4 separate regions of the Mus musculus genome follow, and regions 2, 3 and 4 are each linked to region 1. A link is a contact called in public HiChIP or PLAC-seq and promoter capture Hi-C data. All regions are on one chromosome and are shown on one strand. Each heading gives the region's core, a stretch centred on a gene start, on an enhancer-like site or on the middle of the called end of the contact. The rest is flanking DNA. Distances are from core to core; before and after follow the strand shown. Region 1 overlaps Nfx1 (nuclear transcription factor, X-box binding 1). Region 2 overlaps B4galt1 (UDP-Gal:betaGlcNAc beta 1,4- galactosyltransferase, polypeptide 1). Region 3 overlaps Gm34213 (a long non-coding RNA gene). Region 4 overlaps Ubap2 (ubiquitin-associated protein 2).

The links. HiChIP or PLAC-seq counts read pairs in DNA pulled down with a chosen protein or histone mark. Capture Hi-C pulls out chosen DNA fragments and counts their contacts.
Region 2: a contact with region 1 is called in an HNF4G HiChIP or PLAC-seq map of pancreatic cancer cells. The contact joins two enhancer-like sites. A contact is called at or near these places in 1 of 484 Hi-C or Micro-C datasets (nephron progenitors), 1 of 115 datasets of contacts at active chromatin or transcription factors (pancreatic cancer cells) and 3 of 9 other capture datasets (adipose tissue, liver and pancreatic islet).
Region 3: a contact with region 1 is called in an HNF4G HiChIP or PLAC-seq map of pancreatic cancer cells. The contact joins two enhancer-like sites. A contact is called at or near these places in 19 of 39 promoter capture datasets (the 3T3-L1 cell line, 3T3-L1-derived adipocytes, the C10 cell line and 12 more), 3 of 15 datasets of contacts at CTCF or cohesin (embryonic stem cells, large pre-B cells and pro-B cells), 27 of 484 Hi-C or Micro-C datasets (the G1E-ER4 cell line, the HL-1 cell line, the HPC-7 cell line and 12 more), 13 of 115 datasets of contacts at active chromatin or transcription factors (the HPC-7 cell line, bone marrow-derived macrophages, cardiomyocytes and 6 more) and 2 of 9 other capture datasets (adipose tissue and embryonic stem cells).
Region 4: a contact with region 1 is called in a promoter capture Hi-C map of adipose tissue. The contact joins two enhancer-like sites. A contact is called at or near these places in 12 of 39 promoter capture datasets (the C10 cell line, the HPC-7 cell line, cranial neural crest and 8 more), 1 of 15 datasets of contacts at CTCF or cohesin (large pre-B cells), 4 of 484 Hi-C or Micro-C datasets (bone marrow-derived macrophages, embryonic stem cells and hematopoietic stem cells), 7 of 115 datasets of contacts at active chromatin or transcription factors (cardiomyocytes, embryonic stem cells and microglia) and 5 of 9 other capture datasets (adipose tissue, embryonic stem cells, embryonic trunk and 2 more).

What each region holds. Positions count from the first base shown.
Region 1 is chr4:41,022,886-41,028,512 of GRCm38.p6, forward strand. It overlaps Nfx1 (nuclear transcription factor, X-box binding 1), which reads left to right. Exons shown (of 24, transcript NM_023739.3): 22 at 729-874; 23 at 1,589-1,693; 24 at 1,916-3,107. The coding sequence ends at 1,988. Among named protein-coding and RNA genes, the nearest start is that of Aqp7, 22 kb to the right of the region's middle. Within about 2 kb of position 3,681, at least 79 of the 459 cell types and tissues checked have an H3K27ac peak or open chromatin away from gene starts, as enhancers often do. A contact at or near this core is called in the G1E-ER4 cell line, the HL-1 cell line, adipose tissue and 3 more, where this site is marked.
Region 2 is chr4:40,835,698-40,842,163 of GRCm38.p6, forward strand. The region is part of intron 1 of B4galt1 (UDP-Gal:betaGlcNAc beta 1,4- galactosyltransferase, polypeptide 1); the gene reads right to left. Among named protein-coding and RNA genes, the nearest start is that of Mir5123, 11 kb to the right of the region's middle. Within about 2 kb of position 2,159, at least 123 of the 459 cell types and tissues checked have an H3K27ac peak or open chromatin away from gene starts, as enhancers often do. A contact at or near this core is called in adipose tissue and pancreatic cancer cells, where this site is marked.
Region 3 is chr4:40,775,251-40,781,382 of GRCm38.p6, forward strand. It overlaps Gm34213 (a long non-coding RNA gene), which reads left to right. Exons shown (of 3, transcript XR_390479.3): 3 at 1,278-1,526. It also overlaps the pseudogene Psenen-ps. Among named protein-coding and RNA genes, the nearest start is that of Gm34213, 5.3 kb to the left of the region's middle. Within about 2 kb of position 1,836, at least 65 of the 459 cell types and tissues checked have an H3K27ac peak or open chromatin away from gene starts, as enhancers often do. A contact at or near this core is called in the G1E-ER4 cell line, the HL-1 cell line, bone marrow-derived macrophages and 2 more, where this site is marked.
Region 4 is chr4:41,194,751-41,200,685 of GRCm38.p6, forward strand. Ubap2 (ubiquitin-associated protein 2) reads right to left here. Exons shown (of 29, transcript NM_026872.1): 20 at 4,966-5,152; 21 at 4,744-4,835; 22 at 4,468-4,515; 23 at 1,980-2,058; 24 at 1,578-1,783; 25 at 1,194-1,293; 26 at 996-1,103; 27 at 858-922; 28 at 584-775; 29 at 1-496. The coding sequence ends at 401. Among named protein-coding and RNA genes, the nearest start is that of Gm22888, 5.4 kb to the right of the region's middle. Within about 2 kb of position 2,276, at least 50 of the 459 cell types and tissues checked have an H3K27ac peak or open chromatin away from gene starts, as enhancers often do. A contact at or near this core is called in adipose tissue, where this site is marked.

The sequences.
Region 1 (5,627 bases), core at 2,431-4,930:
GACCTGGGCATAGTGATGAACACTGTTTATCCCATCACTTAGGAGACAGACAGGTAGAGTTCTGTGAGTTGGAGGACAGCCTGATCTACATAGCAAGTTCCAGGATAACCTGGGCTGCACAGTAAGATTCTCAATATAATAATAATAATAATAATAATAATAATAATAATAATAATAATAATAATAAGAAGAAGAAGAAGAAGAAGAAGAAGAAGAAGAAGAAGAAGAAGAAGAAGAAGAAGAAGCCAGTACAGCTTTGGCTCCGTGTCCAGCCACTGGGTTGAGGTTTAAGTGGCTCTCAGGGCTGTATCTACCGATGGTTACCTTCCCACTCTTTCCCTCGCCTACTACGCCTCCCTCAGCTCCACCACCTTCTCCTGTTTGTAACCCTGTCCATCTGCCTGTGCATTATAAGTTTGGAGTGTGTCAGATCCCAGGCTCACACTCAGTGAACCTCTGAAATTCAGTCACAGGCTCACGAGATGACTCCACAAGGCTGACAACTTTAGTTTCATCCCAGGAACCCACAGCGAAAGGATAGAACCAACCGCTAACACCATCATCTGACGCGCACAGTGCGCAGTAATAATGACACAGACGCAAACAGGAAAGCATAAGTAAAAGTCAGCCGTCCTCAGACAGCTGCGTTCTTGTGGTGTGAGGAGGAGTCCTGAGCTTGTTCTGATCCCAGGGCATGGAAATGATCAGTCTTCTCTCCTTCCAACCAGGGCAAGAATAACAAGAAAAGCCACTGCTTCCCCCCCATGAACAGAGACCACCGCCGAATCATCCATGACCTGGCCCAGGTTTATGGCCTGGAGAGCATAAGCTATGACAGCGAACCAAAGCGCAATGTCGTGGTCACTGCCGTCAGGTGGGTTGATCTTGCTGTCACAGGGAGGGCTAGCTCTTCAGCAGGACAGGCAAGACACTGGGAGTCACTGTGTGCTTTTATTATTTCCTCTCCTCCTGGAGGAACGGAAGGGAAATCTATACTTCTGTGGAATAGCCTTTTTACCATTACCTAAAGATCCAAGCAGAGAGCAGAGCGCACACCTCTGCGCAGGGCAGGTGCACCCTAGTACCCAAGTCTCACAAAGGCCCCGATCCACGGCAGACGATGGAGTTGTCCCTCTGCAGGCGGAGCAGAATGCCTGCTCCTCTGTGCTCCTGCACCTGTCTCCTGCTTCTCCCGCTGACCTCCCTGGCTCTAATCATGGCATGGTGGAGACAGAAAAAATGGTGGACTCTGTCTGACTCCATGTTGTCATCAGAGAAAATGGAGGTGGCGGTATGAGGAAGGGCCTGGAAGGACCTAGAATCACCATCAGAACCTGAGGGTGTTGGGAGAACTTCTCAGTGAAAAATAGTGAAGGGTGGCGTTGGAGGAGGTGGGCTGCAGGGGGCGAGGCGGGGGGTAGACAAACAAAGTGGGATGCAGGTTGGCCACACTTGAGACAGGTGGTAGTGGGTGTGCTTGGCGGCAGTAGCGGCGATGGCAGCATTGCCCGAGCAAATGCCGGGTTTCTGGCTCTGCTGTTTCTGCTCAGGATTCTCTCATCTTAGCACTCTGCTTTACTCCCCACAGAGGGAAGTCTGTTTGTCCTCCTACCACGCTGACCAGTGTGATTGAAAGGGAGACACAGACACGGCCGCCACCACCAATTCCTCATCACCGACACCAGGCAGACAAGTAAGGATTCTTAGCTGCTTTCTCATTGAGCTTGTGCCGGCAGAGGAGCTGGGGTAAACTGCTGGGCTTCAGCTGCCATCGCTGGCCTCCTGGGGCTTGTCTTACGGCATGGTGTCCAGTACACATTGACGGGGCATCAGACACACTTGAAGCCTTAATTCCCTGAAGACCCAGGTTTATCTCCCTGTAGAGAAAGGCTCATCGTCTTTGCTTTCCTTGCAGGGCTCCCGGGAGCAGTACTTTACAGAAGATAGTGAAGGAGGCCGTGATTGACTACTTTGATGTCCAGGATTGAGAAGATAGATAGATTTATATAAAAGAATGATTCTGTGTATTGGAGGAGACTCATTTGCCAGCAGATAAATCATGCTCGTTCCTCCTGCCTGGCAGAACCCCAGCACACGTGCTGTCTTGTCCTGATACAGCCAAAGCATGAGTGTGTCAGAACCCCCTGTCTGGGCCTGTCCACAGACCTCTGGCTGTGTGGCCACTGGATTTTTAATCATGTGTTTGAAGAGGCTCCTCACATATCACTGTGATTACTAAGAGATTGGGGGAGTATCAGCTTTTATTTGGATAAATCAGAATTTTTATCCCAAACTGACTTTGTGGCACCTAGCCATAGTCTGGTTGTCCCATTTGTTCTGGTGGGCCTCACCTTCCTCATGAGGAAAGACGTGAAGCCCTGACCATTGGTAAAACTATGTCTGCAATCGTGTGTCTTAAACCTACCCATCTTATCCAAAAGCTCCCGGATGTCTCTAGACTGGTTAGGTTGCTTTATAGAGTTCCGTTTTCTCAAATCCCTGGCATTCTTTCAGCATGTCACCAAGCCTACCCCGGGACAGTTTAACTGTCTCTCATAATGGTAAGAACTTGGGACCAGCTCTCTCGCCATGTTCACAATGTGGGTCTATGACCATGTCCACTGTAGCCCTAAGTCCTCTGTGGTTGGTAGAGACTCTCGCATAGACAGCGGTACTGGGTTGCTTTTTTCCTAGGCTTTCAGCAGCCATGCTGACTCTCTCTGCATCTGAGCTCTGAACCACTGTTCAAATATTCAAAGTATGTGGACAGTCCAGAGTTTACGCCAAGCATCCTACTGTAGGCCTTCTTCAGTCTCCACTGTGCCCATCTGTGTGGCCCCTCTTCTCCATAGGCTGGACTTATCTTTGTTGTTGTCTTTTGGTTTTGGTTTGTTTTTTCAAGATAGGGTTTCTCTGTGTAGCCCTAGCTGCCCTGGAGCTCGCTCCTGTAGACCAGGCTAGCCTCAAACTCAGAGAGATCCACCAGCCTATGCCTCCTGAGTGCTGGGATTAAAGGCATGCGCCACTACCACCTGGCTTCTTTTTGCTTTAAAATAAACTTTGAGCCTCCCAAAACTTGAAATCATTAAACAAGGCACTTAATTTTTACTTGTATTTTGTTTATTGAGACAGGATCTCGCTAAGTTGCTTAAGCCGTTCAGATCTTAAACCCTCGACAGTCCTTCCTCAGCCTAAGTGCTGGCATTGCAGGCTCTCACCAAACCCAGCTGAGAGACACGGAAGGCTAAAGGAAAAACCAGTCTCCATGGAAATTACGGGGACATGGCAGCAGGGACAGGTGACAGGAGACAAGTGATGGGAAGAGCAGAGTCAGTCTCTTGGGCCTGTTCAGTACAGGGTCTGTGGCCTCACACAGAACAGGAAGTCAACAGCTGTCGTCCAGGGTCTGAGAGGGTGATTTGTGCATGCAAGAAAGGGAACTCTGACTTCTGAGCTGAGGATCAGAGCCCAGGGAATTCTAGCACCGCCAATTGGTAGAGTGGGGCCTTCCTGCTTGGCCTGGGATGTGAGGGTTACAGGAGTCACAACCTGGGCATCAGAGATGCAGCGTCTGTGAGCACAACACTCAGGTCTGGGAAGAGTGTGTCTTTTGTCTACACTAGTCGTGGATACAATGACATCTGGTGAGAGACAAAGGAGAGCTAGTGCTGAGGCCTGAGGCTGATAGACGGCGACTAGCTTCTGAGTCATGAGGCCATAGGCAAAAGCAGGCAGCAAGGCTGTATCAGCAGAGATGACTCAGCAGATAAGAGCACTGGCTGCTCTTCTAGGGGACCCAGGGTTCAATCTCCAACACACAGATGACAGCTCACAACTGTCTGTAACTCCTGTTGCAGGGCATCTGATACTCTCATACAGCAAAATAAAATAATAAAATGTATTAATTTAAATTTTATTAAAATTTTAAAATGTAACATTTTTTTAAAAAGTTCTGCCTTCCCAAGCCATCGTAAAATTAAAAAGAGAAAGGTCTGAATGTCATCATAGACTTGTCCCCCTGACCTCAGGCAGAAGTGTGTGGGGGAGAACGCGAAGGCTGCTTTGAGGCAAGAAGCCCAGGAGGCTACAGAAGTAGCTCAGCTGAGATGGTGGGGCTGCCTCTAAGGCAGAAATTCGGGTCAGGGAAGTAGGATCATAAGCCAAGGCTCACCAGGAAGCTTGTTTCTCTCTTGTCCCCAAGAGGAGCCCAGGCCCCATTGAAGGCTTCTCATGGGTCTTCTTCACTAGTCTATGGGTCGGAGAGTTCCAGAGACTGAGTTCTTAGTAATTTCACTGTCCAGCATGGCTGGCTCCTTTCAACCTTAGGGCCGTCCAAGTGAACAGAGAGATGCTTTGTGTACAGCTGAAGAGAAGCCTCCCTGCTGGCAGGTCTGTGAGAGACAGCTCTGGGTCCTGCCTGACCGTATTGAGGATCCCTTCCCATACGGCTAGACTTCTGAATTCCTGACTGAAAGGGAAACTCAACTCCTCTTCTAAAAGAGACATGACCAGACCAGGCCAGCACCTCGGTCTTCACTGACCTAACCTTAGTCGCCCACACCCAAGAGAAAGTTCTCACACAGCACATGGCCTCTGCATACATCTTCTGTACCATCGCTCATGGCATTTTAGAACCCAGGGTTCCACAGGAATTCTGGAAGCCACTCTGGTCCCTCAGCTTACAAGCTTGAAAGAAACAGTCATTGGGATAACACTGTGTGACCCCAATCAGGGATCAGGGCTGGTGAGGGTCAGGAAGAAGGTACGTCTTCAAAGAGTGAGCTGGGGCCCTAGCTTCCATGAGTAGAACTCACTTGGAATTCCTTTCCTATGGTCCAGGAAGCCTGTAGCTTGTTCTTCTGGCGAATAGACTTAGGAGATGTGGGGGCCGAGAGCCCAACTGAACACCAAGGTGACCAGGTTCCTCTGACCCAGACACTTTGCCTACAGTGGGTATCGGGTTCAGCATCCATAGGGCGGGAGTGATGGTTCCTACCCATGTGCTGGGCAGATTCTGCTACCTCCCAGTGAGCCAATGATTCTCACCTGTGTGCTGTGCCAAGCCATCATAAGGGGAAGTGGAGAGTCGGCATGCCACAGGGCATCAGAGCAGCTAAGCCACCAGCCCAGACCTGCACAGTCTCAGCAGGTGGCATGGGGGTGGGGAGAAATGGAGCTGTGGTCAGGTGGCCCTGGCAAGGCTGGAGCTTTCACTGACCCCACTTTGATCTCCTGCTGTGCCAACACAGCAGAGTTTCGAGTAAAGGAGTCTAAAGTCCATCTCTCCACCCTTTCCCAGGAACCTTTTGTAGCAGTCACCAAGATAACCACCTCATGGGCACCAAGCTTGACCACCACGTTCATCTCTCACTCCTCAAAGCTGCAGAAAGTATGTCAAGTTACTTTCCCAAGGTTCCACATGAACAGCTGAGAATCTGGGATCTCACTAGGTACCGTGTGTGCTCCCCACAGACCCACAGGACAGAGCTCTTTTGAAAACTCTGTAGGGCAGGATGGTCCAACAGGTCCTGTGAAGTGGACAAGAAAATGAAACAACAAGCTGAACCTCTCAGAAGACAGGACTTTATTTCTAGAGTGGCCACTAGAGAGCAGTATAGAACCCTAAG
Region 2 (6,466 bases), core at 909-3,408, 190 kb before region 1:
AGCAGTCTGCATATTCGCCATTAAGGAAAAGACAGCAGGGGAACCCAGAGTAGGTACGGAGTGTCTCTGCGCAGTCAGAATCAACAGGCTAAGCGCACACATGGTAACAGAGATGGACCCTAGAAGCCAAAGTGAATCCATCCCTGGCAGCTAATTCTAGTTTTCCACATATATTCTCTCCTGAACAGAACTAAGGCTCACTGAAATGGCTGGTGCCAGGGCAGAGTCAAGGAAAGAGCAGCCTCCTGGAATACCTCACTCCTTCCAGAAAAAAGTTGCTCCAAGAATGACAGACGATATCAAAAGGATGCAAGAGTGAGCCAGTGGGAGAAAATCCCACGGTAAACCTGGGATGGCAAGCTTCGGAATAAAGTAAAAACCAAGAATCAACAGTCTGGCATGTTGGTCAGGTTTAGGAATATATGTGCACATACATACATATGTATATAATGACAGTTAATGAAAAAAAAAAAGACCATGAATTGAAAGAGAGCAGGGGAGCACATGGGGTGAGTTTGGAGGCAGGAAAGGGAAGGGTTTCTCCCTTTCATTGAAATTATACTTTAATTATAATATAATTGATGTAATTATATTATAATTAAAAATAATTTTAAAAAGAATTCATATTCTGCAATGATCTGTAAATCAAAGAGTAGAGAAAAAGAGAGAATTGATGGGGGGGGGGGAAATCTTTTAAGTAACAAATACAAAGAAATCATCCACCACAGTAACTGATTCAGGGATAAATAAATACCTACAGATGTTAAAAAACAAATCCAGTGGAGAAAAGTGGGAGGAATCACGGAATAGTTGCATAAGCCTAGGCTGAGGGAGTAGCCCGGGAGGAACACAAGTATAAGGCTAGCCTGAACTAGACAGTGAGACCCCGGCCAAGCAAAATATACAAAAAGAATAGTCATGAACTAACAGCAAACCTGAGGAAACTTCTACAAAGTAACTGGCTTGTAGTCTTCAGCAAGGTTCCGTCAAAATACAAAGGAAGTCTGAGATATTGTGTCAAATGGAAAGGCTGAATATAATACATGATTTCTGGTTTTCTTTTTACCGCAGTATTGGCACAACAGACAAATCTTCCTAAGGAGCTCGTCATGGTGGTGACAGGACAAGGGAACTGAGGAGCATGAATTCTAGACCAGCCAAGACCATACAGCAGAGACCTGGTCTCCAAACACATGTACACACACATCTCTCTGTCTGTCTGTCTGTCTGTCTGTGTCTGTGTCTGTCTGTCTGTCTCTCACAAACACACACACACACACACACACACACACACACACACACACACACCTTCTCCAGCTGTCTTACCTATCATGTGTAAGGCTCTGGGATGCAGGAAGACTCCAGGCCTGCACAATGATCTCTAAGACAGTGGCCCGAGTGAACTTTCTCTACTCTGGCTTTTGACTCTTCTGGTCCCTGAGTAAACTCTGACTTTCTATGTAGGGCTGTTTGCATCTTCAGATTTTTTTTTTTTTGAGACAGGTTTCTCTGTGTATCCCTGTACTATACAGGGCTTGAACTTGCTCTGTAGACCAGGCTGGCCTCAAACTCACAGAGATCCCCACCTGCCTCTACCTCCCAAGTGCTGGGATCAAAGTTGTGCACTCAGCCACAGCCACAGAACTCCAAAGCACTTGCTGTCAGTTTTACTCTTCCCGCTCTTCCGGTAAAACAGCAACTTAGCATTCTGGCATATACGTATGGAAAGTTGTGCTGCTAAATCAGTCAGTCCTTTTATCAGTTCTGAAACTCTGATGCAGTTTCCTGACCTACAATGCTACTTACGTGTACTCTCACCCTCCTCCTAGGACCAAACATTAGACTGTAGAAAGTCTAATAGGCCATCTGGGCAATCAGCCAACTGTGCATTCCAAGCAATACTAAGCTATCAGAACCATTATAAATGCAGCTATCTCTAATTTCCCCCAAAGGGTGGGGATAATTATAAACACACAGACTTTCACCACAGTGCCTGGCACTTAGAGATATTCAGTGCTAATTTTCCTTTCTTCCCAGACTCCCTAGAACGACAGAACTTATAGGGGAAGGCAGTTCTGTTGACGTAAATATAAAACCTCACAGCTGAACTTTGATCCACTGGCTAACGGGGTGGATTGGCAGAGTCTGGTACTTCCGAGGGCCCAATGGATATGACAGAAGGAAACCGCAGCACATTGGCAGCCATTCTGCCCTCCATCCAACACCAGTAACAAGCACTAAAATGTTGGGGAGCCAATTCAGGAGTGATGGAGCCCTTCCCGATTCTGAAAATAACCTAAAGTCACAGTTGAAAGATGACAAACCAGAATGCCTGTGTAGCTAAAGATGGCAGAGATAAAATTAAAAGATGAGTGAGTCTTTCTATATAAACAGAAAGTCAGGTCCAGGTGGCTTCCCCAGAGAAGTCTACCAGATGCTAAAAGGGTTGGACGAACTGACACCAAGTCTTTCAAAACCACAAGAGGTGGGGATATTCTCCGCCTCGTCCTCTGAGGCATTATTATCCTCATACAAAACCAGACAAAGGTGTCACAAGGAAAGAAAACTACAGACAAATCTCTCATAATTAAAAAAGCTAAGACAACATACTATCAAACTCAAGCAAGCAAAAAATAAGCACACTAAATACAATAACCAAGTAATATTTATCCTGGGCATACAAGGTTGCCTTAATGGCCAAAAGTCATTCGACATGAAAAGTGCACTACATCAATAGAATGGACCAAAAAGGAAAAACAAAAAAGTAAAAACAGAAACAAAACGAATAAAGCCACATGATTAACAAGCACTGTCAAAACCCTCAGCCTTTCAATGACAAAAGCACCAGACTGGGAATGGAGGGGGATTCACCACTCTTTTTTGACCTTTTTTTTTTTTTTTTTTTTTGGTGTTTTTGAGACAGGGTTTCTCTGTGTAGTCCTGGCTGTCCTGGAACTCACTTTGTAGACCAGGCTGGCCTCGAACTCAGAAATCCGCCTGCCTCTGCCTCCCAAGTGCTGGGATTAAAGGCGTGCGCCACCACGCCCGGCTCTTTTTTGACCTTTTAACATTTGTTTTAGGGTGTGTGTGGGGAGGTGGGTGTGTGTATGTGGTGTGTGTGTGTGTGTGTGTGTGTGTGTGCGCGCGCGCGCGCGCGAGAGAGAGAGAGAGAGAGAGAGAGAGAGAGAGAGAGAGAGAGAGAGACGTGCCACAGTACACACGTAGAGGTCAGAGGACAACTTGAGAAGGTCAGTTCTCTCCTTCCATACTCAGGTCATCAGGTTGTCAGACTTGTGGCAAACACCTTTACCTGCTAAGCCATCTTGCCAGCCCCCTAGCGCAATTCTTTGTTTTTGTTTGTTGCTTGTTTGTTTGAGCCGGGGTCTCACTATGAAGACTCCCAGCTATCTGTCTGTCTCTGCCTCTTCTGCGCTGGGATTAAAGGTATGAGCCACGGAAACCTGGCCTCCCAGCACAGTTTTTAACTGTGGAGACCTGAGTCTTTCCCCGCTCGGCAAGAACAAAGGGATATCCTCTTCCACCATACCTACTCAGGATTATAACAGAGGCTCTAGTCAGGACACTTAAGCAAGAAAATGAGCCTCTGTGGGAGTTAATGAACTTTCCCCACGCCTGGCATGTAGGGAATGGTCGGCATATATGACGTCATGCATGCTTGACGCAGGTGTGGTCGAAGTCCAGGGCTCTCTATTCAGAATGGCTCCTACCGAGTAGGTTTTCACACCGACCCACTTATCAACTGATCTGTAGCTTCTGCCTTCCTGTTTAGGCAGCGGGTTTGCCACATGAGTCTAAGCAGATGTGTCTGCCCAAAGCAACCATGGGTAGCTATGATCGCAGCCCGGCGCCGTCAGACATTTACATGGAGTGGAGTGTGTGTGTGTGTGTGTAAGAGAGAGGGAGGGAGAGAGGAAAAGAATCTTTCTCCCAGGTGAGAGTCTGTAAATGGCAGCACTGTGTGAGGGCAGGGCAGCTGTGAGTTTCTTCAGCTAAGACTCAATCTGGTTCTCAGGGCCCACTGACAACTCTGCCCGCTTTACAAGGTGACATTAGTAAGCACTCCAGAATCTTACAGTGAAGCCTCTTAGCTAACCATGGCTACACTGGCAACGTCAGGCAGGAAGATAGTCCAATGAGCATTCAAGCAAACCCTTCATTTTATCTCACGATAAACGAAGACTTAGAGATTACAGTACATTGGCAAGAGAGCGGACTTCTGAACTGGGCATTCTGGATTTCAACTCCAGCCCCCACGTACAACATTCCAGATGTACAGCCTAACTGATGGGACTTATATTTATCCTCCTTTTTTGTTTGTTTGTTTGTTTCAAGATAGGGTTTCTCTGTAGAATTCTCCATTTTAATTTTTTTCTTATTTTCTAAGATTTATTTGATGTGTATGAATGTTTTACCTGTAAGTACGCATGTGCACTATGTGTGTGTACCTGGTGCCCCAAGAAGTTAGAAGAGGGCATCGGATCTCCTGCATCTGTAGTTTCCAGATGGTTCTGAACCACCATGTGGGGGCTGGGAATCAAACCATGGTCCTCTGCAAGAGGAGCAAGTGCTTTTACTGCTGAGCCATCTCTCCAACCCAATTTTAAATTATAACAACACACCTTCTCACCGCTCCACAAGACATCCCACACTCCCTTCTGGCTTATTCCCAAAACATTCAACTGGTGTGCTCTGAATACTGACAAACTGGGTCCACCTAGAGATGACTGCATTGACAGCTACAAATACCTGGCACACCTAACACATGGGGGAAGCACACATTCCAGGGATGTCTCCAGTGTGGATTCCACAAAGTGAAGCCCTTCTTCTCATGGCCTGGAGTAGGTCTGTACACTGGCCAGGAGATGACAACTCTGCGATTTCCACTTCCCTAAGCTTTGGTCACAGTTTCACATCTCTCTATTTAGAAGTGACTTTACTGTGCCAGCCTAAGGAACTCAGTGCACACTTCCTGTGCCCAAGGAACAGTTTTGATTATATGCCTCGTGCCACTGAGTCCTCTTGTCAACACTCTAAGATGTGATCCCATTTCACATAGGTAAAATCAACTCTGTCCTGATTCAATGAACCCAGAGTGCCCTATTAAGTCAGAAGGGAACTGCAAATTTAGTAGAAGATACAGGGAGAGGCTAGAAGAGAAAAACAGCGTCCCTTTTGAGAGTGGCCTCATCTCCTGGATCTATAAACTTGGGGTCATTAGAAATCACTTTACCATTTATGCAATTAGGCATGTTTTATTAGTTTCCCCAAAAGATCTCTCCTGACACGCATCAGCTACTGAATTCATATTCTCATATGATATACTCTGATGGTAGTAAGCCAAGTAAAAGGCAGGTGCAAGGAAAATACTAGCCCTTTATATCTGCGGACTTTAGGCAACTGCATCAACTTATTTTTAATCCAATATAATTTCAGTGTTCTTTGACTTGGGCACTGTTATTAGGTTCTGTACACCTGAGCTGTCATATGGGAATTGTCCATTTAGGTTAAATGACTAGGAATTCAGACTAATCTATCGGAAGCTATTAACAACAGTATCTATGGGTGGCTGCATGCAGGTGTGTTACCAGCAGCCAACTCACAAAGGCTTAATCAATATTATTTTAAAGTCGGGCTTGGATAGCCAACATGTGATCCTCTTCTGTAGAGTTGGCTTTACATATAGGAAGGAGGAAAGGTCATTCTTAATTTATATAAACCATTTCTACTTATGGAGTATAAAGAATCAACAGACTCCTTTTCAGAATACCTGGGCAGGAACAGCCTAGAGGGAATTACTGTGAGGAACAACATGTCTCACTCACTTGGGAAATCACACACACAAAGAGGGGAGGGAAGGAGAGAGAAGAAAAGAGGATGGGAGGGAGGGAGGGAGGAAAAAAAGAGAAGGAGGGAGGGAGGAAGGGAAGAACGGAGGGAGGGAAAGAGAGAGAGGGAGGGAGGGAGGGAGGGAGGGAGAGACTGGAGATGTTCACATGAGGCTCAAGATAGGTTCAACATTCTCTTTAGCTCCACATTCTTCAGAAGCCAGGGATTTCAAATTTAGAGACTCTGAATGACACCAATCATCTCAGAAAGCAATGTGGCAGTTTGAACCCATGTCATCAAGATGACCATATCTGGCCTACAGATTCCTTCCAAGAAGTTATCCCAAGAAAGTAATTCAAAATGTGTTCAAGATTATGACAGTGAAACCTGGAATGAAGAACACTAAGGGGTCAGCAGTAAGGTTAGTAAACAGGCATGAGGCTGAGGCAGGAGGATTACGAATTTCTAGGTCAGCCTAAGCTACATAATGAAAACCAGAGTATATCATATGAGAAAATTCTTAAATTGTAAAATTTTGTAATTAAAAAAAACTTAAGCCTGATGGTAGTGGCATTCAAGGTGGGTGGATCTGAGTTCAAGGCCAGCCTGGTCTACAGAG
Region 3 (6,132 bases), core at 586-3,085, 250 kb before region 1:
TGAAGTTGTTAGGGAGTGCCCAGGGGAATGGTGAAGGAGAGGTAGTCCCCAAGAGCGCCCCAGCGGGGCCGGTAGATCTGGAAGATGGTGATCCAGGTGGCGAGAATGATCACCCAGAAGAGGAAGCCCACAGCTGAGCGCCAAACATAGCCTTTGATTTGGCTCTGCTCTGTGTAGGCTGGGGCGAGGAACGCCTCTCTGAAGAACCAGAAAATGTTGACTAACCAAAGAAAAGGCAGGAACGCAAATCCACCAAGATAGTACTTCCGGCACAGGTTCAACTTCTCCTCATTGGATACCCGCTCCAAGTTCATAGTTGCGCTGGAGCCCGGTGGTCCTAAGGGTCTGCAGAGCAAGACCCAAATGACAGGCGCAAGATCACGAGCAACCACGCCCCAGTGCGGTTTATCCCTTCTGCCTGGATTCCTTTGCGGGAGATTTGCGGGAGATGCCGCAGTTTTCAGTGGAGTTTGTTGTCGATTTTGTTTTTCTTCTCCTGCCCAGCCCCCCCACCCCCTCCGCTCCCCAGTGCCTATTCTTGGAGTTTGGTCCCTTCTATCTCTTTCTGCTAGTCCTATTTGTACCCTCTGATTACCTTCCTCCCATCGTCTGCCTTCCAGGAGGCTCTTGCTTCCGAAGGAACCTAACCAGTCACTATGCACCACTGCTTGCCTGTGAGCTGCAGCACTGAGAGCGGCTGAACTGGGAATTCCAGGGTGTGCTGTTAGGAGCTCTCATCATTCCTGAGAGTCAGGTGGTGGGGGTGCAGGCCTTTAATCCCAGTGCTCAGGAGTCAGAGGCAGGCAGGTCTCTGGGAGTTTGAGGCCAACCTGGTCTTGTGCTGTGAGTTCTAGGATAGCCAGGGCAACTGTCTGAAAAATTAAAAATGAAATAAGTTTTCTGAGGATCAAATGAATTATTATTACATGTAAAACATGTTAACCATATCTGGCACATCTAGCACTGAAAAAGAATGTGCCATAGTTATCATTTAAAGCTGTGGAGATAGCTCAGCACTTACAAGCACCCGTGGCTCTTCCAGAGGACCCAGGTGTGATTGCCAGCTCCCACATAGCAACTCGCAACCATCTGTAACCATCAGGCCTCAGGAGATCTGATGCCTCCGACCTCCTGGGCACCTACATTCATATCCACATGTCTAAGGGTTTTTGGTGCTATGAAGAGACACCATGACCATGGCAAACCTTATAAAGGAAAATATTTAATTGGGGCTGGCTTACAGGTTCGGAAGTTTAGTGTATTATTTGTCATAGCAGGAAGCATGCCAGCATGTGGACAGACATGGTGCTGGAGAGGTAGCTGAGAGTTCTACATCTGGATTAGCAGGCAGCAGCAAGAGACTGTGAGTCATGAGCCCAGCTTGAGCTTCTGAACCCTCAAAGCCCATCCCCCCGGGCACACTTCCTCCAACAAGACCACGCCTCCTAATCTTTTCAAATAAAGTCACACTCCCTATGAACATGTGAGAGCCATTTTCATTCAATTAACACACACCTGTACGTGGTTTTAAGACATAATTGTTTTCAATTTTTAAGATGCTGTCAAAGTCTTCCTGCAGTTTCTATTTCTTCTTCTTTTTTTTTGTTCGTTTGTTTGTTTTACGAGACAGGGTTTCTCTGTGTAGCCCTGACTGTCCTGGAACTCACTCTGTAGACCAGGCTGGCCTCGAACTCAGAAATCCACCTGCCTCTGCCTCCCAAGTGCTGGGATTAAAGGCATGTGCCACCACTGCCCGGCCTCAGTTTCTATTTCTTAACACAAAGAGGAAATGAGCACTGTAGGTTCAAACGAGGTCTAAACTGGTCAGTCTGGAGTAAGGGAACACTGTCCTTGTTAACAATCCCAGCTCTCACCAATGAGCTTGCACGCTGTTCCTGTGTCTGCAGGTGGTGGCTGGTTGGTCATCCCATGACCTTCTCCCTTGTCTTAGCCCCCCCTCCCCCAAAACACAATGTGTGGCCCACTGGCCCACTCAGCCTCTGTGATACTAAAGCCACATGAAAAGGTTCTTGCCACAGGCTGGGACTGGAATGTGAGGGTTGTTACCCCACCACTGACTTGCTGGCATTTGTGGCTTCCTGAGGCTTCCCTCTGCTATCCTTTGATCTGGGATCTGAACAAACAAAACCAGGGCACCCGAGCACAGCAGCTTCCTGTACTTTCTCTACAGGGATTTCCCAGAGCTGTCTTTTAAATGGCATCTTTGGCCCTCCTTTCCCAAATTATTTTCTTACAATCTCAAGGAGCTCTGGGGCACAAAATTAGTTCTCAGTCTACACATTTCAGATTTCTCCTTTTCCTTTGGCTAGATGAGGGGAGATTCTGCCCTCATTCCCACTATCCTGCCCAAAGTCTCCGTTTCTCCAATTGCCATGGTAGGTTTGGGGAAGTCCTCTGGCAAGCTCATTGTCAGCAGCAGTGGGGAGACACATAGTCCACGCCTATTGAGTTCTTCTGCAGCCTCAACTCAAATGAAACTGGGTTGGTTTTTTATGTGTTTTGTAAAGACTAGGATGTGTTTTGTAGAGTCAGGGATATGTTTTGTAGAGCGAGGAATGGTGCGGTGGGAGAGGATACCTCAGCAGGCCCATGGGTCTAGTATAGAATAGAGATTATTTGGGGACATGGGAAGGGGAGTTGAGAAGGGAGTAGAGGCAGAGAGAGGGAGGAGACAGAGAAGGAGAGGAGACAAAGGAGAGGGAGAAGGGGAGAGGGAGGGAGGGGGAAGAGAGAAGGTGTGGGAGGTAAGAGAGAAAAGAGAGTCAGAGAATCAGAGGGAGTGAAGGGAAGCCAAACTGTCCCTTTTATAGTGAGTCAGGCCTACCTGGCTGTTGCTAGGTAACTGTTGGGCAGAGCGTAGAAGGAATGCCAACAGTTTTGGTTGAGTTTTATTTTGTTGGATTGTTTTTGTTTGTTGGGTGGTTTGGTTTTTTACCGTAGAGATTTTCAGAATGAGTCAGTATGAAGCAAAGTTGGATTTATTAAAAAGAGATAAAAAATTAGGACAGTATGGACTTAAATCTGAAGTACAGGCAGAAAAAGAGATGGGGAGGGGGCTTGAGTCTCTCAAGCATAGCTAATACATGTGTCTTGTGGCTTTTTCCTTTATTGGAAACACCATCGTGTGTATCTCAGGCTGGACTCAAAATGCTATGGAACCACAGATAATGTTAAACTCCTCATCCCCCAGCCTCACCCTCCTCCTGAGTGCCGGAACTACAGAGAAGCTCTCCCACCCCGGGGCAGGCAGTGCTTGGGACTGAACCCAGACTGCATGCTAGGCAAGCCCTCTGGCAACTGAGCTGGATCCCCGGTCCAGTCTTGTAGCGTTTCAAGTTACATTTTTCTTTTTTTTTTTTTTTCTTTTCTTTTTAAAAAAGATTTATTTATTTATTTAATGTATATGAGTACACTGTAGCTGTACTAATGGTTCTGAGCCATCATGTGGTTGGGAATTTGAATTCAGGACCTCTGCTCACTCCGGTCAGCCCCACTCACTCTGGCCCAAAGATTTATTTATTATTATACATAAGTACACGGTAGCTGTCTTGAGACACACCAGAAGAGGGCGCCAGATCTCATTAGAGACCAGTCGCGCTCTTACCTGCTGAGCCATCGTTCCAGCCCCAAGTTACATTTTTCAAAGGATGTAATTTATAAGCAGGTTCAAAGATTAGGTAAAGCTTAAAATTTTAAGTGCCAAAGTGATGGCTCAGCTGGCAAAGATGCTTGCCACTTTCCTGACAATACTACTTCTATGCTTTGGGCTCACATGATGGAAGAAGGGAGGCTCCAGAGAGTTGCTCTCTGACCTCTGTGAGTACATGCACACACACACACACACACACACACACACACACACACACAAATACAAATTTCAGAAAATATTGAATTGCTGGGTGGGGGTGGGGGTGCATGCCTTTAATCCCAGCGCTCAGGAAGGCAGAGGCAGGAGGATGTCTGAAAGTCAGAGGCCAGCCTGGTCTACAGCATGAGTTGCAGGACAGCCAGAGCTACACAGAAACCCTGTCTTAAAAAATCAAAAAGAAGAGGAAAGAGAAAGGGGGCTAGGGGTGAGGTCGAGGAAGAGGAAGATGAAGAGGGAAGAAGGAAGAAGAAAAGGAGAAGGAGGAAGAGGAGGAGAAAATGTTTAAACACATTTTCTTATTTTTATTTTTTATTTTTTGTTTTTTTGAGACAGGGTTTCTCTGTGTAGCCCGGGCTGTCCTGGAACTCACTTTGTAGACCAGGCTGGCCTCAAACTCAGAAATCTGCCTGCCTCTGCCTCCCAAGTGCTGGGATTAAAGGCATGAGCCACCACGCCCGGTTTAGATACATTTTAAAATGTGCTAAGAGGAGAGAGCTGAGGAGGTGATGCTAATGATAAAATCTGACCATGCACTTACTCGTGGCATCTGCAGCCCATTTAGACCTCTCATCTATAAGACAAACTTGAAACAGAGTGTCTTGCCTGCTGTGCACAAGGAGCTGTATCGCCTATTACAGAATCAGTCTGCATGAGCTCCTGCTAGGTCCAATGAGCCAGCCGAAGACAAAGACATTAAAAGAGAAATTTGACACAGTCTCTGGATGACACCAGTACCCTGGCTTACCATGCTTCCAAAGCTTTGTGGCTACATAAAAATTAAAAAAAAAAAAAAAAAAAAAGTATGAGCCAAATAGAGCACGGTAGTCCGAGGTTATAATGCCAGAATTTGAGAGGTTGAGATTGAAGGATTACAGCAAGTTCAAGGCTAGCCTGAGACACTCTCTCTAAAAAACCAAACACTGGGGCTGGAGATGGCTCTGCTGCTATCTCAGGAGTTTCATTCCCAGCACTCACATGGTGGCTCACAACCAACTGGAACTATAGTCAGAGGATCCAAAGTCCTCGCCCAGTCTCCATGGGCACCATTCACAAACATGGTGCACAGACATACATGCAGCCAAAACACTCATACGTGGAAAATAAAAGTAAATAAATCTTTTTGTTTGCTTGTTTGTTTGGGTTTTGTTTTGTTTTGACACAGGATCTCACTATGTAGTTGTGGCTGTCTTGGAACTCACTACGTAGACCATGTTGGCCTTTAACTCAAAGAAATCTGACTGCCTCTGGCTCACTCACACGTGCTGGAATTAAAGGCATGCACCATTATGTCCAGCATAAAGAAATCTTTTTTTTTAATTTATTTTTTTATTGTCTATAAGTACACTGAGCTGTCTTCAGACACTCCAGAAGAGGGAGTCAGATCTCATTACAGATGGTTGTGAGCCACCATGTGGTTGCTGGGATTTGAACTTCGGACCTTCGGAAGAGCAGTCGGGTGCTCTTACCCACTGAGCCATCTCACCAGCCCCAAGAAGTCTTTTAAAACAAAAAAAAAAAAAAAAAAAAAAAAGAAAAGAAAAGAAAAGAAAGGAAAAGAAAGAGCTGGTTCGATTGTTTTTCTTATCCTGAAGACTTCCCTTTGCAGAGGGAATTGTAAGTTGACTTCTGCATTGTTCTGGCTTAGGGATACCAGAAGAATATCATCTGTAAACCCACAGGCCCCAGGTACCTGGCCCTAAGCAAACAGTTCATTTGTTGTTCTTAGACTTTTAGATACATCAAGAAAATGAGCATTGTCTCCATGAAGTCGAGCTCTCCTGACTGTCTCTTGAATTGAAGTTCTCGGCTTTCTACCGGCTTTCTACCGAGGAGCCCACACAAGGCCGTAGGGTAAAGGGCATCTTTCCCTTGTCAGTGTCCTCCTTAAATACCCCTCCATTTTAAATTCTGCCTCATCACAATTAACCCTTTCATGGAAACCACATTTCACCAGATATTTCTTTTCCCACTGTATGGCTCAGGGACAGACGATGACTTAAAGCAACCTGACTAGATTTTCTTTAGTGGTTATTAAATGACACATGACAGTAGAGACTGAAGAGATGGCACCACAGTCTAGAATCTAGCCTTGGATGTGAAGAAAGACAAAAAAAAACGGAATAGCAAGGGTGCAGCGGCTCCAAGCAGATTTAGAGGTGGGAAGGGCAGGAAATGGAGGAAGTTCACACCCTTTAACCTCAAGGCTCTATCTGTGAGGTGGTCCAGAGCAGCAGCTGGGGGAT
Region 4 (5,935 bases), core at 1,026-3,525, 170 kb after region 1:
TTCACAGGGAATGAGATAAGTCGTGATTCTTCATTGGTACTGACCTGGCCCCAAACCACCAGTCCTTCAGTGGCACACCCAGCAGCCCACTGAGCTGGGGCCACATGGAAGATCTGAAGGCAGAGGGGTCGGAGTGGGGCCTACTTGGCTATGGTAAGGGTGTCTGGACTGGGAGCACACACTTGTGTGCTACCCGTGACCACAGCCCAGCTCCTCCAGGCTTGTATCACATTTACAAGTACATACATAAATACATTACACACAGCAGAGGGTCTGGGAGGCAGGCTTCCCACAGGGCTCAGCTGACAGTTGTCTCAGGATCCCAGCAAGGGCACGGGGCTCCAGGAAGGTGCTCCATGTGTTCCCTCCTGCCCAGAGCCCACCCCCTCCTTTTCAGGGTCTAGTTTGTCCAGTATGGAGCGCTGCCGTAGGTGGGTTTGGAGGCTTGAGACTTGGGCTGAAGGGAGCTGGGCTGGCTGCGCTGACCAGAGCCGCTCTGAGGAGGAAGAGGAGAAAAGGCTATAAAGGCTGGAACAGAACCCCAGGCCCCACGTGGGGAGGCTGCCTCCATCACTGCGCTCACCGGGGCATCCTGCTGTAGGTGGTGGTGCAACAGCTGGGAGTGGGGCTGCTGGTGGGCCGGCATGATGTGCAGGAACGGGGCAGGCGCGTAGCCGGGGGCCGCTGCAGGGGCCAGGGGCCCGGTGGAGCCCAAGGCAGACGGCAGGCTGAATGGTGGAGGAGTCCCGGCATGAAATCCCTGCTTGTCAAAAGTCTGTAGGATAAAGATGGCAATGCCGTCAGGTTGAACTGCACTCTTCGCCCATCTAACTGTGCCCACCTTTGTGCGACCTCACCTGTGTCTTGTTGTAGACGGAACCAGTCATATCAGGTAAGCCAGTGCCTGAAGATACTGACACTCCTAGGAAAAAAAACAGCTGTCACACAGGAGACTACTACTCCAGGTTCCAGTCCCGGAGAGGAGCTGACATTACCTTTGCCAGGCCCAGAACCAGTCGACTTGTTTGGTGCCTGAGATGATCCACCATAGCCACCCTTGGTGTAGTCTCCTGCTGCCGTCCCCTGGGTCAAATCGTCATAACCTAGGATGACAGGGCACAAGAGGCATGTGTGGGCTAAGCAGGTCTCTCTGAGCATGTGCCGCTCAGTACTGGGAGTGATGCAGTCCTTACCTGTGCTGTAAGCGTGCTGCCCATAGCCACTGGCCTGCTGGAAAGGGGTCGGGGGAGTGCTGAGGGCCACACCGTGCTGCTTCGCTGAGGTTGGAGGGACCTGATTGGACAAACAGGCGAGGTTTGAGTGTAAGAATAATGCAAAGAGGAGATCAGCCTTGGCTTGAGCGTCAGGCAAAAATAAGTCAGAACGCAGAGAACCACTAGTTTCCTAAGTGCAATCCATGATGAATCTAAAGGAGCTGGGAAATACAATCTGACCCCTGAACCAAGGCTGGCTGCAACTCAATGGGCTCGTGGCTGCATCATCTGCTGCTGATAGATGCTGGAAAACATCCCCAAAGTTTCAACTTTTGAAGAACCCATAGCCCAGGAAATACTCACAAACATAGTAGGCCCATACTGGAAGGCACTGGGCACGCCTGTGTAGTAGGGGAGGCCGGTATAGCTGTAGCCAGGTGGCAGACCAGGATTCAAAAAGGGCTGCTGGGCCGTGTGGTGGGTCTGAGACTGGCTCTGCTGGGCCTGAGCTGGGGTCGTTGGAGGTGCAGGGGATGCAGAGTCTCCTCGGCCAAACTTTGTGACGTCACCTAGAAGAACAACGACCCTTGTATTACCAGGGGAAAGGCCAGGCTAGCTGTTACAAACAGGAATAGCTCATACTGCCAGCTCAAGTACTCACACCTTCAAAGACTGCCTCAGCCCGCCTCATCCACCTTCTGGCCTCCTGTGGCTAGACAGGACAGCCCATCACCTCCCCAACTCTTGCCCGCTGAGCCAACTAACCTGAATATGGATTATTAGCTAGATTCCCATCTCGGCTGGCAAGGGCTGTGGGTGCTGCAAAGGGAATTCCATAGTAATCCTAGGAAAGACCAAGGAGACTCACTGAGCAATGGTCTCACCCCATCCCCAGAGAGCAGATCCAGGTGGCAGAACATGTATGCACACTCTGGGTGATGCCACACTCCCAGAACAGGCAGCTGTCCAGAGAGCTGCATGTATGACAGTACCCTGGGTGTGTGCAGCTCAGAACCTCTGCTTTAGCTGACAGCATGTGGGCAGATTGCCAAACCCTAATGCCTGAACCAGACACAATCAATCTCACAACTCTTTTCACAGCACATACGGAGACTTGGTAAATGCTACAGGCCAAACCAACTGTACTGGTCCTTACTGAGTGAGAGACTAAAGGAACAGCCATGGGAATGGTAAAAGAGGCCAAGCCTAAGAGACTTAAAGAGGGGCAGAAAGCAATGCTAGGCAGGCATAAGACCATGGGTCTAGCTTCTGCCAACTCCTTTAGCTACAGCAACAGAGCTAAATGGCAGGGGAGAATGGCAGGTACAACAGTGCAAACACAGGCCACCAAAGCTGCACTCTGGAGGAAGAAACTCTGCCCTGGCCCTCACCACCCAGGGCCCTGGGCCGTCTGAGCTGAGTCACGCTAGTCAAGAACACATAGCTGGGAATGGCTCTCACATTCCTTAGGCTGCAGGTCTAGGCAAACTCCAAGAAAACATGGAATCCTCAGCCAGAATTCTAAGAGGCAAAAAGAACTAGCCAAATGACAAGGAACTTGCAGGGACTAGCTGGAGACAAAGGAGACTAGTAGGAAGGAGGCCCACAAGGGAGCACCTTCACAGACAAGGAAATCCAAAGGCAGCAGTTTAGCCCCAAAGAAAGGCTAAACACGACCCAAGAAAAAATGTAAAGCTTGTTTCCACTGCGGACTCTCTAAAGATGTCCTCTAAGATATAACTTTTAAAACAGAAAAGGGAGAGGCTGGAGAAATGGCTCAGTGGTTAAAAAAGCTGGGTGCTCTTCCAGTAACCTATGTGGCGGCTTACAACTGTGACACTTCAGCTGCAGGGATACGATGGCTTCTGTCCTGTGGTTAGGCACACAATGGTGCATCTGCAGAAATCCTAGCCCAACTTGTATACCCAGAAAATCCAAGGAAAAGGAGACTCATGGTATGGGTGGAGAGGCAAGAAAAGCCCCTAAGGACAGATGCAGCTGTGAGTGTCACTTCAGGCTATCTTGGATGCTACCCAGGGGTCCTTCTACATCCTGTTAGACTCAACAGACCCTCAGCCAGCCTCTCCCTCAGACAGGACTCCACTCGATCAAGTGGAGGCGCTACCTGCAGCGGCTCACTCTGGGCGGCCTGGCAGAAGACAAGGAACCCAGCAACAGGAGTGGGTGTAGGCAAGAAGTAGGCACGACAGCAAGCACAGGCAGCCCGTGCCCGGGCAGTCACATCCTCTGAGAACATCAAAGACCACATTCTGTGTCTGTGACTGACAGATTCCCTACAAAGTATAAGGCTGAGACTGTCTACCTAGAGGGCACTCTTGCTTGTGTGGAGATGGCCTGCCCCTGCTTCCTTGCTTCTCATCTCACGGTGGCTTTCCCACAGTATCCATTACTTTATTCCTAGGCCCAGGGTCAGAGGACAGACAACCCTGGACGAGGTGAAGTAGTAGCAGCACTTGGGCCAGCATTCTTGTAAGTAAGGGCGAAGGCTAGACCCAGATGATACTTTATAAAGTCAGCCAGGGTACGCTGCTCCTCCTCCTAGGGCAGAACAGCAATGCTCTCCTCGTGAATGCAGCCCTGTGCCCAAGCATGAGAGGAAGACAGTATGACATTTCCAGGCACAACTCACAAGTCTTAGATTGTATGATAAGTTTGTTCTCAGAATGTAGCCTAGTCTAGTCTTTTTTTTTTTTACCCGCCCTGGTTTTTCGAGACAGGGTTTCTCTGTATACCCCTGGCTGTCCTGGAACTCACTTTGTAGACCAGGTTGGCCTCGAACTCAGAAATCCGCCTGCCTCTGCCTCCCTAGTGCTGGGATTAAAGGTGTGCATCACCGGCTTCTAGGCTAGTCTTGAACTCAAGCTTAGTCTCTCAAATGCCAGGATTACAGGAACATATCTCCATGTTCAGCTGTTTTTAGTATTTGGTTGTTTTTGTTGTTGTATTGTTTTGTTTTTAATGGAGCAGGAAAATAAGATAATACATTTGGTACGAGCTATGCATGTCTTACAGTGAATGCTCAGGGTTCCAGAGTCCCTCATTCCCCAGGGATGAGCAATGACCTTTATCTGCCAAGACAATGGTCAAACAAAGCATAGCACCACTAGACACAGCGTCTCATAGTGGTTTGGGGGAGATCCATAGCTGAGGATTCTGAAGGCCAAGCATAGTGGCTGTCAAGCAAGTCGAGAGCCTCTACTGCCGAGGTCCTCACTAAGCATCTGTCACTCACCATTGGCAGCCGTGACTGCAGCATCTGGAGCTCATCATAACCGTAAATCTGCAAGAGAATCGGTGGGTACATTAGGGACCACAGACACAGACACAGAGGGAGCCAAAACAGACACACTCAAGAATGGGACTTGGGTCAGATGTTTTAGAAGGAGAAGGATACATCAGATATGAGATAGAGACAGGGACAGACTGCTCGCAGCCCTGGCCTAACCCACCACCTCTCTTACCAGGAGGGCCTGCCAGGTGCCAGCACCTCAGCCTCAGTCCTACTCACCGGGTAAGCAGGAAGCAGTCCTCCAGGGCCCACGAGGTACTGATTGTGTAGCAGGGGAGGCACCCCTTGAGGCAGGTTTGGGGGTGCTTTGCCTAAAAAGAGAAAAACCCAAACACAATGGATCACCCATTTCTCAATGAGGTTCGTGGTCTGCTCAGGGGTCGAGGCACAGGTCTGGAAGTTCACTTATTGAGGAGGTTTTAAGAGGCTTGGGGTGTATACCTGAGGTCACCAAGGCCGTGGCCCTGGTGCTGCTGCTAGGGACGCTCACAGTGGTCCCCCCCAGGCACAGGCTGCTCACAGTGCTCATGCTCCCAGGCAGGACAACCCCTGAGGACGGGGCACTTGGAGCAGAGGTCGCCGCTGCTGAGAAGGCGGCGGAGGATGCGGTGCTCTCCACGCTGGCATGCTGGCAAAACAAAAGCCAAGGCGTGTGGGGTAGAACAGTCAGAACGAAGGGCCTATGGCTGAACAGACAGGCCGGCAGTGGCCAAGGCCAGTATTTGGTGACTCTAGTAAGCTGAGGGAGCTACTCTTAGGGATCACTGTAACACTTAGTAGCAAGGCCAGATCCAGCCATCAGGACAGTGACACTTTCTCAGACAATCCAACCAAGCAAGCAACCTATAAGGGTACTTATTGCTCTTCTAGAGGGGAAGAGCACAGCCCCTACCCCAGTACCACAGAAGAACGAACTGCAGGCATAACTAGTCTCATGGAAAGGGCAGGCATCTCTCCAAGGATGGGAAGGCAACAAAGACAAGATATTGAAAATCCCTGCCAGGCAGTGGTGGTGCACACCTTTAATCCCAGCACTTGGGAGGCAGAGGCAGGTGGATTTCTGAGTTTGAGGCCAGCCTGGTCTATAGAGTGAGTTCCAGGACAGCCAGGCCTACACAGAGAAACCCTGTCTCAAAAAAAAAAAAAAAAATCCCTATACAATGCTGTCTGAGATATATATATGAAGACAAAGAAACTATTCATGAGGTGCTGGAAAGATGGCTCAGTGGTACGACTCTTACAGACAATCTACAGAGAAGTTTTATTTCAAACATCCACATCAGAAGGCTCACAAACAACTATAATTCCATCATCTCAGGGGGATCCAATACCCCTATTCCACCATCTCCAGGGGATCCAATACCCCTTGGTAGACTCTATGGGTACCTACAATCTCACACAGACACAAGTA